Regions from separate parts of the Mus musculus genome. Here regions 1 and 3 are each linked to region 2. Evidence: chromatin contacts called from public ChIA-PET and promoter capture Hi-C data. All regions are on one chromosome and are shown on one strand. The core of a region is the stretch at or near the end of the contact, and the rest is flanking DNA. Distances in the headings are between cores, read along the strand shown.

Evidence for each region. ChIA-PET counts read pairs in DNA pulled down with a chosen protein or histone mark. Capture Hi-C pulls out chosen DNA fragments and counts their contacts.
Region 1: an RNA polymerase II ChIA-PET map of memory CD8 T cells shows a contact between it and region 2, with 18 read pairs. The contact joins the promoter of Uba1 here to the promoter of Rp2 in region 2. A contact is called at or near these places in 9 of 39 promoter capture datasets (the 3T3-L1 cell line, 3T3-L1-derived adipocytes, the C10 cell line and 5 more), 1 of 115 datasets of contacts at active chromatin or transcription factors (memory CD8 T cells) and 3 of 9 other capture datasets (adipose tissue, liver and pancreatic islet).
Region 3: a promoter capture Hi-C map of adipose tissue shows a contact between it and region 2. The contact joins the promoter of Timp1 here to the promoter of Rp2 in region 2. A contact is called at or near these places in 1 of 39 promoter capture datasets (cranial neural crest) and 1 of 9 other capture datasets (adipose tissue).

Annotation. Positions count from the first base shown.
Region 1 is chrX:20,661,590-20,664,596 of GRCm38.p6, reverse strand. Uba1 (ubiquitin-like modifier activating enzyme 1) reads right to left here and starts at 1,701. Exons shown (of 26, transcript NM_001136085.2): 1 at 1,472-1,701.
Region 2 is chrX:20,363,148-20,366,531 of GRCm38.p6, reverse strand. Rp2 (retinitis pigmentosa 2 homolog) reads right to left here and starts at 2,051. Exons shown (of 5, transcript NM_133669.5): 1 at 1,704-2,051. The coding sequence starts at 1,796.
Region 3 is chrX:20,868,677-20,871,810 of GRCm38.p6, reverse strand. Timp1 (tissue inhibitor of metalloproteinase 1) reads right to left here and starts at 1,645. Exons shown (of 6, transcript NM_011593.2): 1 at 1,487-1,645; 2 at 649-777. The coding sequence starts at 772. All of the region lies in intron 5 of Syn1 (synapsin I), which reads left to right.

The DNA of each region.
Region 1 (3,007 bases), core at 452-2,951, 300 kb before region 2:
ATCTAAACAGGTACCACAGCTGCTGACAGGGTAGAGAAAGGAAGATGAATTTCAGATAATTTAAGCCTTAAAAGGATTACTAAAAATTAAGCATGGTGGTGTATACCTTTGATCCCAGCACTAGTGAGGCAGAGGCAGGCTGGCCTCTAAGAGTTTGAGACAGCCAAAGCCACACAGTAAAACTCTGTAATCATGATAATATATTACCAAGCAAATACTGCCTAGATCTTCAAATGGAATTAGGTTCCTCTAGTCAATTTTGTGACTCCACAGTAAATAGATGAGGTTTTCTACTCCTGTGGAAGATAAATGAGCCTGTTGGGGAAAAAGGTATCTGACAGTGATAGAGGTTCAGGGAAGTCAAAAGCAAATGCTGAGACTCTCTGAATGATGATGGTACTAGAAACCTTTAAAAAAGACGAGGGCAGATTCTGAGGCCTGTTGTTAGATTAAGGAATCTATAAAAAGAGAAGCTAGAATGCTGGTCTGCCTTTGAAGGCAAAAATTGGGTCTAGAATGAGACCATCGGGCAGATGGGGCTACAAATCAAGAGTCTGAAAGAGTAGATGGCGGCAAGAGATCACTAATGGAGAACTGTGTCCAAACAGGTCCTCCCTGGCGTCTAGTCCCATGAGAGACTAAAGGAAATATACTGGGGTTACGATGGCTGATGGAGAAGACAACAATGCTTCAAGAACAATGAGAACGTGAAAAAGGGGGGCGTCCCTAAAAGCAGGGAGAGTCTCTAAAGGCAGGTGCTTAAAAGAATAAGAATGCCAGGTGTCCACGATGGAGGATGCTATGTCAAAGTGGTATTGGGAGATCTCAAATGTAGGAATGGATTTCCCACGGAAAGGCTAGGCAGAGAGCTTTTCACCGGGTTTAATCCAGATGGCAGCTCTAAGGACAGATAGTATCCTGGGGGGAGGGGAGACTGGATGAAAATGCTAGACAAGGCTCTTCATTCGGAAATGAAGGCCACGCGGACCTTTCCTCAAGCCTGGCCCCTCTTAAGCCATGAGAGCAAATACTGAAGGGCTAGGAAGAGTCTCAAGGGAGATTTTGGGGCAGGTCTTCAAATAGCACACAAGTATGGACGGCTTTCATGAGCAGCGACACCGAATTCCGGTGCCTTTATGGAGACTGTGGGGAGTTCTGATAGGAAATGCATGGCTCAGGATCGGATCAAGATACCTGGTAATAGTGCTGAGCCAGAAGTCTCCAGAAGCTGAGATAGGGGTCTGACGTCAAGGTCAGATTTCGAAGCTCAAGGGAATAGGGGTGGTCCCAGACAGACGTGATCCACCCCACCCCAGGATTTGCACACCCCCACACCCGCTTGCCTAGTGACTCTTAATACCCAGGACACGGCAGTGCACTCAGACATTGGGCTGGCAGAGAGCCAGCAGGGACCCTCCCATACCTCCCAGAGCCCTTGCGCTTCGAGCCAGGTGCAGAGAAAAGCTATTACCAATGCCGGTTCCCCGGGTCGTGCCGCCGCCAACTCCTCAAGGAGCCGAAGTCAAGCTCGGCCGCCACCCTCCTCTTTCTCCTCCTCCTCCTGCCGCCTGGGCCAGCTAGGATCACTGTCGCCTTCTCCTTCCCCGACCGCGGTGGTTGTGGTCTTCCCTGCCACCCTCCTTCACCCCAGCAGCCGACACAAGATGGCGGCGGCAGAGCCCAAGGCCGGAACAAAACCCTGAGCCCCACCCCCAGAAACCCGGATGCAAGAGGACCGCGCCCACTCATGAATCATGTATTTTCCCTGCCCAGTTTGGGACTTCTTTAATTAGAAGGAGAACAGCTCCACCAAGTGGCTCTGGAGGCAGTAACTAGAAAAACAGGTAGAGCAAGAGGCTATGAAATATGAATAAAGAATTACTGCATCTAAGCTGTCAAAGAAATCAAGGAAGGACCTCAAGGCCATTCTTCCCGATCGTGAATCACGAAGCAAGGTTATGGGTTTACTAGGACTAGGCAACCAGAAAGTAGATGTTAAAGCATTACAACCACACCCCATGTTCATGAATAATGAATGATCTTGCAGTAGCTGGGAATCAAGGAGACCAAAGCTATATCGTATTCATGAATAATGCACGAGACTCAGTGAGATGGAACAAAAGAGGCAGGCCTGCCTTATTGCTCCATCTAATACCCAGTAAGCAAGAAACAGGGCTACTGCAGGCAGCACTCCTCTGACTCCTAAATACTGAATGAAGCTGTTGGAGCAGCAGCAGCAGCAGCAGCAGCAGCAGCAGCAGCAGCAGCAGCAGCAGCTCAACTTGAAAACAGAGAGGTCAAGAAAGGTTGTGTCCACCAGGTGTGGTGGTGTACACTTTTAATCCCAGCACTCAGTGGGCAGAAGCAGGAGGGTCTGAGTTTGAGGCCTGTCTGTAGAAGGAGTTCCAGGACAATCAGAGCTACACATAGAAACCTTGTCTTAGGGTGGTGGGGTGGGAACACCAAAAGAAAGATTGCGCCCAAGCTGCGCTTATGTGCATGGTGCTGCATGCCTTTAATCTCTGCACTAGGAAGGTAGAAGCAGGAGGTTCATTAGTCTGAGGCAAGCCTGGTTAACAGGAAACCCTGTCTCAAAAAAATGTACTGGGCTGGGGAGATGACTCAGCGGGTAAGAACACTGACTGCTCTTCCGAAGGTCCTGAGTTCAAATCCCAGCAACCACATGGTGGCTCACTGTAATGAGATCTGACGCCCTCTTCTGGTGTGTCTGAAGCCAGCTACACCGTACTTAGATATAATAAATAAATATTTGGGCTGGAGCAAGCGGAGTTGACCAGAGCGAGCAGGAATCCTAAAAATTCAATTCCCAACAACCACATGAAGGCTCACAACCATCTGTACAGCTACAGTGTACTCACATACATAAAATAAATAAATAAACCTTTTTAAAAAGTACCAATCCCATACAGTTCACGAATTATTCATGAGGTTTGATGGGCAGCCCCCACCCAAAGTGGCCCTGCCTAGCAAGTGGGAATTATGAGAT
Region 2 (3,384 bases), core at 802-3,301:
ACTCAGGGCTATGCAGAGTTACATGAGACCTTGTCTCAAAATATAACAAAAAAGATCCTGTTGCAAAAATAACATAATAGCAAGACCAGAAGACCCCAATTAATCAGAACTTTGTAAGTAGAAGTTAGCAGAAAGACAATTATTATGGAACAGTGAACCACAGCCAACCAAGACTACTGAAAAGAAAAGCACACTTTTACTTTTAGCCTGACACTTCTAAACAAAATAAGACAAACAAAAACTCTCTCTGCAGCAGGAAGTTCAAGTTTAAAGAGCATTGTTTAGCTAGGGATGCCACTCAGTGGTAGAATGCTTGCCTAGCATGGCTCAATACCCAGCGCTGGGGAGAAAAAATTTAAACAGCATTATTAGAAATCCCAAGGCTGTTGAAAATGAATACTTCAAAATCCTCCTACCAAATGATTTTGATGGGTACAATCTTCATATAAGACAGAAAATACAACACTTTCCTACATGACAAAATACTGCTATATAAGAGGAACAAAAGGCCACATGGCCTAAGAAAGGTTTCAGAGTCAAAGGCAAAAAGCTGAGCCTGAGAATTCAGCTTCCATTTGTTAAAAGCCAACATTTTGAAAATGTCATTTATATGAATGCCTAAATTCTGCTGGGGATTTGAAATGATGCAGGATGATTTGTCATACCAAACAAGGATGCAGGATGACTGGTTATAACAAAACAAGACTTTAGTACTTCTGGTCAAAGTTGTTGCATTAAGCAATAGTTAACTGTTCATGACACCCATTTAAAAGAACAAGCGTTCTTATTTTGTTTGAGAAACTATAATAATTGATGTCTATTAAGTGTTTTACAAAGCAACTACACTAAGAAGAAAAGAAGAACTTTGTAGAAAGAGGAACCATTGTGAAATGTATGCCTAAGTAAGTGTGTTTTGTGCAAGATTAGGAGACTTTTTCAAACCTTTTGAGATATATATATATATATATATATATATATATATATATATATATATATATATATATATATATATATATATATATATATATATATACACACACACATATGTATATATGTGTGTGTGTATGTGTGTGTGTACATATATATATATATGGCATTTTCGTTCATATAAAGCTGCAATAATAAACTACTTCCTGGTTTGTGTTGGGTACTTTCACCTTACACAATACACTCCAAGACTGCCTCAATTTTCATTATTCTTTTCTGATAAATGGAAGACGAGAATAAAGGTAGACATGAAACAGTCCATTTAATAACTGAGTAACACCAAGAGGCACCAAAAGCGATTTTCAGAGGAGAGCAGACAAAAGAGTAACAGCTTGGGAATACAAACCGCAGAAAAGATGAGAACCAGTCTTGCGTGTGTAATTCGACCACTGGACCAAACCCCTTTGGCCAACGCTGGTGAAATGAGCTGATTGGAGATTCAGCACCTTCCTGGCTCTTTCCCTCCCTGGAGTCCTTTCTAGAATCCGGAGTCGGGGTGCAGAGCCTACAGAGAGGCCCTGGGAGTCTAGTTAGGCTGACCACTAACTCTATGCCTCCTTTGGGCCCTTCACATCCCGCCCCCAAAGTCGTGCGACTTCAGCTGCCTGTGCGCGCCAGTGAAAGCCAGTTGTGGGCCACCCGCCAAACTGCCCGCTTTCATCTGCTGCAAAGGGCAGCCGAGGAGGGCCCAAAGCAAGGGATCCCCAAAACATCACCTTCTCCCGCTGGTCCCAGCTGTACAGCTTGGGCTGCTCCTCCTCTCCCTCAGCCTTTTCACTCTTCCTCCTCTTAGTGAAGCAGCAGCCCATGGTGCGGCCTAAGGGTCTTGGTAGTGGACCCCACTCGCTCAGACACCTTTCAGAGGGTGGCGGGAAGCCAGGGTGACTCGGCCAACAGCTCCCCGGACACCGCCCAGGGGAGCAGCCCCGCCGCCAGGAACCCTCAGCACTCCCGCCAGGCCCAACACCCTTCTCCGCCCAACCCCCTAGGTCTCCGTGACGACCTATGGCAACCAATAAGCGGGCAGCAGCCTCTGAGCCAATCAATGCCTCGCAAGCTGCTCTGCTCCTATGAGCTCAGGCCAAAGTATTCATTCACCAATCCTACGTCAGCGGGGGGCTGGCCAGCTCAGGTGCTCTCACCGAGGGCCCCGTCCCCAGGTCGGTCCTACTCCACCCCCAGCTTCTCCCCTCTAGTGAACTAGGCTGGGCTAGCTGGCTGCTGTTTGATTGGGCTGAGTACCTTTTCCTGACCCGGTGCTCAAATTTCGAAAGTTTCCAAAATTTAAGCTCTGGAGGGGATGCCATACAGAGTAGTGGACTTGTTTTATGACAAAAATTGCTAGGGAAAAAAATCTTGCTGATTTTGTAAAACAAATTTGTGTCCTTCACTCCTCCCTTTCAGTACCTTTCTAGGGAACCCACAAGCTTCTGGTCGAACTGTTCATGTCTGGTGTCTGTAGAGGTCAGGAGAGGGCTCAAATCTCCTGGTTACTAATAGTTGTAAGCCATCAAGCAAGTGCTAGGGAGCGAACCTGGATCCTCTGCAAGAGGAGCAAATGATCTTAAACACTGAGCCATCTCTCCAATCCTTTGAGGGATGTCTAAAAGCTTCCACTTATCTCTCCAAAATTGGACAAGTATTTAGGATAAAAACCTAGTATTGTCTCCTTACTAGAACAGTGAATCTGGGAGCAAAAGGATATTACAAAAAGGCATGTACCTTTGAATCTCTCAGCTTATGCATCCAATGACAGAAGCACATATAACCTTTTTCCAATCTCTTCCAAAAGACAGTAGTCCAACTATAGAGGGTAAGAGAGGCATGTTGACTCACCACAAAGGAGCTTTAGGAACTCAAGCAGTGCAAAGTCTAATAGAGGATATAAACCCTATCATATAAACAACCTGATCTGTTCAAAGCAAATGGTACAAAGTTCGCGTGAAAACATAAAAATATACACAATCATTAACATTTGTTGTATTTGGGTGGACTTTGAGTACAATGCCCATGTATTGCTTTCATAATAAGTTGATTTCTCTGAGATACAGTATTAAAACATCATGATAAGACATCAAATGCAGACTAGCACTTTCAAATTTGTTTATCTTTTTACTTGACCATACCTATCACATTTAATGTAGATTCTAAAAGAGCCTCTGACTCAATTTGGGCATTAAGATTGTTCCTCCTTTCACTTCCTGCCCTTTTTGTACAACCAGGAAGAAGGGTACAGTGCTTAAGAATTATAAATGACCTGAAAGTTAAGCTCCAGGTCTTGGACAATAAAAGCTGTGCATTACTGCCTTTTTCTTCAGTCAGATCAAAGTTCTATGTGAGGATAGTTTTGTATTAGAGCCCTGCTGCTAATTTATATTCATAGAATAGCAAAAGTTT
Region 3 (3,134 bases), core at 396-2,895, 510 kb before region 2:
TTCCCAGAATCCACATAGGGTAGCTCACAACCATTCATAACTCCAGCTCCAGGGGATTTGATGCCTTGAGGACCCACAGGCACCTACACACCACACATGGAATACACACAAACATACACATAAATAAAAATAATCTTTTTAATGGATTTAGCCTGAATCCTCTTGCCTTTGATATTTCTTCTCAATGGTTTCCCATTCACCAACTCCCAAACTGTTCCTTGGCCATTGAGTTCCATTTGCCCATGTAATGTTGAGAGTTAATCTATCTCCCCCCACCACCCCCATCTCTTGGCAAATTCTAATTGTCATGGTCCTGAATGAAGTCTGCCTGCCTGTGTCCTAAGAAGTGCCATTAACAGCATATGTAACAAAGGTTCAGGAGTACTATGTGGCTGGCATTAAATTTAAAATTAAATAAAAGTAGGCAAGCACCTCAGTAAGATGACTTTTAAGGCAGCCACCCATGTAGATAACTACAGAAAAGCATGTACATAGTACTGGGAGCAGCCAGCACAAAGGTAGGCTTAGGCCCAAGGATGTCAGTGTGGCAAAAGCAGATGTATGGAAGGGTAAGTAGAACTGTCCTAGAGACAACTGCCATAATGAACCCTATTGGATTAAGAGGGACAGAAAGGGGGCCAGACTCACCCAGGTCCGAGTTGCAGAAGGCTGTCTGTGGGTGGGGTGGGGCACAGCTACAGGCCTTACTGGAAGCTATCAGTGATAGCAACAAGAGGATGCCAGATGCCAGAGATGCAAAGGGGGCCATCATGGTATCTGCTGGTAAAGAGTAGGTGTTAATAGGTTCCCAGACCAACGGCTTACATGGCCATTGGTCCTAGGGAGATTTGGGACCTCTTTAGGTTAGAGAATGGAGTTGTGGCAGTTGGTGAATAAGGGAGCGGAGAACGTTGAGAATTTAACAGAATTGGGAAAATCTGACATTTGTGTAGTGATGAATTTGGAGTTTGGGAAACTGGAGAAATATAATGAGGAATTAGGGCTATTAAAATATAATGGGCTGAGGATTTCAGAGATATTGGGGGGTTAGAACAGGTTTGGGGTTTTAGGGAGCTGGAGAAAATGGGGGTTAAGGGTCTTGGGGAATTTGGAGGTTTACGACAATGGTAATGCTTGAGGAATTTGTAGGCAGAAGAACTGTTGAAGTTCCATGAACCAGACATGGCAAAGAGAACAGGGGAGTTACCAGGAACCATAAGGATTGAGGGACAGGCAAGTTGGGAAGTCTTCAAGGTATTAAAGGCTTGTGGGTTTGGAGCACTTAGCAAAGGCATGAAGGAGTCTGGAGAGTCCAGCTTGGGACGATCATTCCAGGCCCTCTCCCGTTATATTCCTCTTTAGCTAACTAGGGATCCTGATACCTGCAAGCCACGTGAGCAGTTAGTCTGGCAAGGGCTGCATGAGCCGCACCAACACAGGCTCCAGGCAAGCCCCAGTTCTGCCAGGACACCCGGCTCCCACTTACCTCTGGTGTGTCTCTAGGAGCCCCGATCTGCGATGATGGCGGCAGGGGCTGCACAGTGGAGAATAAATGTCCATGCGAAGGGCGGAGTTGGCGGGGAAATCACTGCCTCCAGGCTTCCTGGACGCATTACTCATCCACCCACCGCTGGAGTCAAAGCCTAGGGGCGGGCCCCAGGATAAACCCAAAGATACTCCCTCCTCTGCCAGCCAGCCCACTGCGCCCCCTTCCCCCAGCTCCACGTCATGCACAGTCCTTCCTGGCGGCCTTGAAGGGCAGAAGAGAGAGCGCCTAAAGCTTTGTGCCTCTCAGGTTTCCCATATTCCCCAAACTTCCTGTGGCTGAAGCCAATAACTTCTTTCTCACGCCTTTCATCTACTATGTAACAATCTCACAAGAAAGGCATTCCTGTGGATCTGAAATTCTGGTGAGGGGTGTCAGAGGGTGACAAACTAGAAAAGCAGTTGAGGGACATGACATGGGAGAAGAGGCACAAATACATAGTGGGGAAATTGATACACTGGATAAGTCTATGACTTATCCAAGATAGCAGTTGAGTCTGGCAGAACTGGGAGGGAACCGAGGCTGCTTGCAGACAGAGCCTAGGTACCCCAAACCTTGCTGTGGCTGCACACACCGGTGAGGCTATTTGAAGATATCATCAGCTACAAGAGACCCTGTCTTAAACAGAAACAAGACCAAACAGGCAAATAACTGAAGTAAAGATCTTTGTTAGTGTCACAGGACAAAACAGGGATTTAAACCTAGGCTTCCTGACCCTGGAGTCCTAACTCAGGCAGGACACAATCTTGACAAGCAGGGAATGGTGTGGTGAGCATGGGTGGTGGTGGTGGTGGTGACTGATGGTAAAAGAAGTTAGTGAGTCAGTAGAAAAACCATCCCTACTCCATCCTGCCCTGCCCCTTCCCCCACCAACCAGCCCACACCCCTTGTGGGGATGGGATGAGGCAACTGCTGCCCACCAGCTTCCTGATGATGCAGGAGTATTCCCTGGGGTCCTGTGGAAGGGTTCTATGGACTGATTAGCATCTTCAATTAATATAGGGAGGAAAGACCAATAATAATGACAATGGTTGTAATCGCAGCAGGCAAGCTGATCCAGAGAATTAGAGGGTACATAGTCTATACAGTGAGTTCCAGGACAGCCAGCGATACATAGTGAGAACCTGTGACAGAGATAGAGAGAGAGACAGAGAGAATATGGTAGTGGTGATCACAGCTACTTACTGAATGCTTACTGTACATCATTACTAAGGTTATTATGTAAATTTACTTTAGCTAATTCAATTTTATTAACTTAGGTAAATTGGTTCAGAAACCACAGGACACAAAAACCTCCTGCCAGCACTCAACAGGGTACTATGTACAATACACTGTTTTAAAAGGTTTTTTTTTACACTGTGTGTGTGTGTGTGTGTGTGTGTGTGTGTGTGTGTGTGTGTGTGTGTGTGTGTGTGTGTGTTTGTGCCATGACATGCTTGCATTGCTTAAAGGACAACTTGCAGGGGCCAATCCTCTCCTTCCCTGTGGGTTCTAGGGCTCAAACTCAGGTTATCAGGCATGGAGGCAGCAAGCACCTTTATCTGATGGGCCATATTGCCAGCTCAGAAATTTTGTTTGTTTGTTTGCC